Regions from separate parts of the Danio rerio genome. Here region 2 is linked to region 1. Evidence: chromatin contacts called from public Hi-C data. All regions are on one chromosome and are shown on one strand. Each heading gives the region's core, a stretch centred on a gene start, on an enhancer-like site or on the middle of the called end of the contact. The rest is flanking DNA. Distances are from core to core; before and after follow the strand shown. Region 1 holds the start of cmasa (cytidine monophosphate N-acetylneuraminic acid synthetase a). Region 2 holds the start of si:dkey-14k9.3.

What was found. Hi-C and Micro-C count contacts between places; a contact is called where the count stands out from the background.
Region 2: a contact with region 1 is called in a Hi-C map of skeletal muscle, with 4 times the contacts expected there. The contact joins the promoter of si:dkey-14k9.3 here to the promoter of cmasa in region 1. A contact is called at or near these places in 10 of 18 Hi-C or Micro-C datasets (caudal fin, embryo, fibroblasts and 3 more) and 2 of 4 datasets of contacts at active chromatin or transcription factors (caudal fin and embryo).

Annotation. Positions count from the first base shown.
Region 1 is chr4:15,308,190-15,310,899 of GRCz12tu, reverse strand. It overlaps cmasa (cytidine monophosphate N-acetylneuraminic acid synthetase a), which reads right to left and starts at 1,447. Exons shown (of 8, transcript NM_001040252.2): 1 at 1,045-1,447; 2 at 811-953. The coding sequence starts at 1,262. LOC141381604 (a long non-coding RNA gene) reads left to right here and starts at 171. Exons shown (of 5, transcript XR_012402012.1): 1 at 171-289.
Region 2 is chr4:15,480,230-15,482,929 of GRCz12tu, reverse strand. It overlaps si:dkey-14k9.3, which reads left to right and starts at 1,252. Exons shown (of 2, transcript NM_001039063.1): 1 at 1,252-1,285. The coding sequence starts at 1,252. It overlaps akr1b1.1 (aldo-keto reductase family 1, member B1 (aldose reductase), tandem duplicate 1), which reads right to left and starts at 323. Exons shown (of 10, transcript NM_001002048.1): 1 at 188-323. The coding sequence starts at 250.

The DNA of each region.
Region 1 (2,710 bases), core at 198-2,697:
AGCCATCTGCTATTTATTACATTTTTATTAACTCTGCTAAAAGTTAGAGGTGACCCACAGTGTTGTACTTTAGAAAACAGAATATATATGTCAGTGCATCACTAGGAGCCACAGATATTACATTTGTTTTGTCTGTGTATATATAAATATTGTTGTTTTTTTACTTACAGCCTGCTTGTAGCCTGTGAATTGCATTCTATCAGCAAGGACAACGATTTCAGACAAAATAAACTACGTCAATGTTCTACTGAACGGGGGAAAAGTCAACTACATCTTGTTTGGCTTGAGGGTAAGCAATTTAACACCAGCTTTTTTATTTTTGGAGACATATCCAATAAAGTATCTATTACATCCTTTATAATCAAAAACAAACAACAGAGTAGTCATTCAAATAGACTTTTAGACATTTTATTTAGCAAAACGTGACACTTGATGATCCGTTTGCACGTTGTTTAGAGAATTACACACAAGCATACTTAAAACAATATTTCTTTCCAAATGCATTGAACTTTCAATGCAAAAAAAAAACTGCAGTTGTAAATATTATTATAATTACTCTTTAAAATTATTCATCAGAATTGGGAAAATGCACGTTGTTTTGATTTTCGTCCTCATAAGGCATATAATAGCCACTGCATCCTGATGTGCAATGCAAAGAATGGCACAACTTTAACCTCGTTTATGTGGCTCAGATCCGGTTGGTCTGTTTGTTCAACCAACAAGCAAGCAGAGGACGCACAAGTTTCACAAGCTGTAGATACACCCCTATAGAGAATTAGCAATGGAATTTGACTGCAAAAGATTTACAACCTCGGTGCTGTCTGCTGAACTCCCGAATGGTGTCCAGTGAGCTGGAGGAGTCCTGGGACACTTCTGGGCTCCTCTTGTGCACCTTTGCACCCCAAGCCAAGGCCACTTTGGCGATCTCTTCGTGATCAGTAGACACCCAAACACTGCAAAAGCAGGCATAAGAGACAATACTGCAAATATTTCAAAAGCAACCATACAGATATATATATGGATGCTGACGTCACACAGCACGACCTGTTAAAGACATTGGAGTCCACAGCCGCTCTGATCACCCATCCGATCAGGGGAACCCCTGCAAGCATCTTAATGTTCTTCAGGGGGATTCCTTTACTCCCTCCACGGGCCAGAATAAGAGCAGAGATGTGTCTGGATTTTCTTCGTTTTGGGCTGGTACTGTTCCCATGACTGTCGTCCTTCATAGCGCGTTTACCGTTTTCATTTACTGCGTCCATTACTGTTTCCAGCCAATTAATATTTCCACACGTAGTGCGAACGATTGGGTTGATTAAAAAAGGTTCCTCCAATTATTCAGACTCGAACTACAGGGCGTTTATTTCATTCTGATGTAATTATCTTCTCAAATAAACCATAAAAGCTGGCAATAGACCACGTCTCAAGTTTGTCACGCCTGTAACGTAACCGTAGTGACTAAACTAACACGCGCACTGGATTTTTAATCCGTCTCTTAGACGGTTCAATAGTGAACAATTGTATAATCGGGTCATTTGACTGAGCTTAATCGAGTTTGTATATGTAAACAGTGAATAGTAAACAATTAACAGAGTTTAAACATTTTTTTAATTAGAGTGTAAAAGGTACTGCGCACAATTATGGTTGTTTACGGGACTTCCGTACAACCCGGAAATCACACTCTAAAATAAACAATCTGCAGTCAAAGCAATAAAACTGTTCATTTTATTGATATAAGTAATTACAATCAGACACAGGCTGTATTGTTGACGGTGTACTGGCATTATGTGTGCTTTATTAACAATAACACAGTTTAAAGGACATTGAAAAATGTGGCGTTTTCAACTAAGAGTTACCAAATAACAAACTGCTTCAAAACTTTTACTCGCAGTTAAATTCAAATTATTTATTTTAACGTGTATTTGTTTGGCACATTTTGCTCAAACAGTTTTAACTCGGTTTAAAATATAAAAGTATACTGTAATAAAAACATTTTTACATTTCGCACATCAAAAGTAAAAAAATATATAATCACAGTTACATCTATTCATCTATATATATATATATATATATATATATATATATATATATATATATATATATATATATACATACAGTTGAAGTCAGAATTATTTGCCACCTTTGAATTTATTTTTTCTTTCTTTTTTAAATATTCCCCAAATGATGTTTAACAGAGCAAGGAAGTTTTCACAGTATTTCCTATATTATTATTATTTCTTCTGGAGAAAGTCCTATTTGTTTTATTTCGGCTAGAATAAAAGCAGTTTTACATTTTTAAAAACCCATTTTAAAGTCAAAATTATTAGCCCCTTTAAGCTGTATTTTTTTATCAACAGTTTACAGAACAAACCATCGATATACAATAACTTTCCTAATCACCCTAACCTGACTAGTTAACCTAATTAACCTAGTTAAGCATTTTAATGTCACTTTAAGCTGTATAGAAGTGTCTTGAAAAATATCTAGTGAATATTATTTACTGACATCATGTCAAAGATAAAATAAATCAGTTATTAGAGATGAGTTTTATATATATATATATATATATATATATATATATATATATATATATATATATATATATATATATATATATATACATGCACTGTGTTAATATAAAGGAAAACTATAAATAAATGTAACATGCACACATTAAGACAAATACATAAATTTCAAACGTTTTTAATAT
Region 2 (2,700 bases), core at 3-2,502, 170 kb before region 1:
ACTGTAAAAACCTTCAGATATGAAACTGTATAAAAAGTGGAGATTTATGAAAATAAAAACACAAATATCTCAGTTTTTTTGCCTGTTGTGTCTTTGGGTATACAATAAATGCTGCATTAATATAATATAATATAATCAAAACCATTTACAATGAAACTAGGCTACTATATTGAACGATTGTACTCACCCTCCATGTTCCCAGTCCAACAATGGGCATCTTAGCTCCATTATTGAGAGTTACAGATGTCATAGTGAGGTGTATTTTTAAATCTGATATTAGATATCTAATTCATAAGCACTTGCTCAAATCTGCAGCTTCTCTCTCTTTACAGCAGCCTGAGCTTCTGTATTTATTGCCTCTGCTCGTATGTGGATTTGATTGGCCAGGCCTGGAAACACCCCGTAGATGGAAGGAGGAGCAGCAATTCCATTTTATTCCAACCCCAGCATGCTTTGAGATGATTCTGGTTAAACATGTGAACGTGATACGGACAAAATAATAATAATAATAATAAAAAAAACATAAATAAACAATATCACAACAATAAAACTACATCATTACAAATACATTTGCATTCAATTTGTGCAGTACACTAATCGAGTTTAATGATTAATTGTAGCTAAAATAAATAATTTAAATGTTTTTTTTTTATAGTTTTAACAGTTTTAATGTTGTTTAAATAGTTTAATAATTATATGTAAGTAAATTACTTTTGTTTAAATTTAGACAGTTTTACGATTGTCTTTGATTTTTACAACTCGAAGGACAATTATAGCAAAATAGTATTAAAGCATCAGTGTTTGTTATTTTATAGAGTAAAACGCTTGATTTATTTTTATTTAAACAGTTTGAGATATTTATAATACTAATAATAACAAAAAAAACTAAATATTTTGTTCTTTCCTACTTTCTTCCTATCGTAAGTATTTTATTATTATTATATTTTTTGAAAGATAACATATATTACATCGATAACAATTATTGCAACAGTTGTTTGTATAGTTTTATTTTATTTTTACTGCGGACGTACGCAAGAAGCTTTTATTTTGAAACTCATTTTGACTGTAGTCAGAGCCGTTTTCACATGATTGTCGGGACTAAAATCCAAAACAAAGTGATTAATAATTTAGTTGTTTTGCGTGGTAAATCCACTAACAAATAATCTAACAATATTAGTGTTTTAAACAAGCTATTCAGGAGATATGCAGAGCACCTCTAGACTTTAAGCACAGCAGTTAAATGCCTACATCATGGACAATAAAATCTCCCAACAAGAGCACTTTGGTGAGAAAAATACTGCTCGTGTTTGTCATTTATAAACATTTTATTTTGCAGATATTAGAAGTTGAAATATTCATATGCCTTCTATGAACTGTTATGCATTTGATTATTTTCAGTGAAATCTCAATCATGCTAACTGATCTTGTGTGCATTATATATTATGCTTATGAATTTATTTTGATGATGGTTTAAATCCAGTTAAACACAAAATAAGAAAATTTTTTCTTTATATTCCATAGATGATAAAACCTCAAACACACCTGGACCAAGTGAAGGGTGAGTAAATTATTTTCATTTTTTTGGGGTGAACTATCCCTTAAAAAGGCTTTGACACTAACCTCCAGGCAGATTTCCTTTGCTCTTGACCTCTCAGTGCCTCTTCTGCACTTCTTTTTCAATCTTCATATGGATTATTGTACTGCAGAAGTATTTGATGAATCATGGGATGCCAGTAGATTTTGTTTTATTGGTGTCAGAAGAGTTCAACTCATTTTTGTGACAGTGGACACAAAAACTTAAGCTTTTAAGTTGCACAAGTATATTTTTTGTAAAGAATAAAACCAATACAAGCAGTCAAAATGATCAATTTTTCCTTTATTCCAAAAACAAATAAAATTAAAGAGGAAGTAAAGATCATGCTCCAAGACGACATTATGTAAATGTCCTATCATAAACATGTAAAACTTAATTTTTGATTATTAATATATCTTGATTTGAATGTAGACAACTTTAAAGGAAATCTTCTCAAAATATCTTGATTTCTTTGAACCCACAGATTCCAGATGATGAATAGATGGCCAAATATTGCCACATCATAACAAACATACATCAATAGAAAGCGTATTTCCAAAATTATGGCAGGTTTTGTGGTCCAGGGTCACATTTTGACATAAAAGTTAATTTGTATAATATCGGGGATATAATATATTACAAAAAGTAATATTTTATAAAATCTTACAGATTCAGAACAACTTAAATGAGGAATGAAAGACAATCATTTAGTAACTCATGCCTATGATACATATTCCTTAATACGTTTATAAGTATGAGCAATAAGAAATGTACATCATGGCGAGTTGCATTCCACCTTGTTTTTTGGACACACTCAGGAGTGCACAATATAAACCAATGTAAATCTTCACAGAAAAAGCAGACCGATATATAATAAAGTCTTTTGAAAGACATCTTACAATTACTAATGAAAGGCACTAACATGTAGATACCTCTATGAATGTTATATGTGACTGAGAAGCTGAAAATATCCATTGCACAATATTCTGTCTCTAGTGCTGAAGTAGAGCTTGAGAAGCCGAGCACAGATGCAGAAGAAGCGGATCAAACAAAGGAATCAGCTCATAATGCAGAGGATGCAGATCAAATAAATGAATCAGCTCAACCGTAAGTGAACTTATTAATGA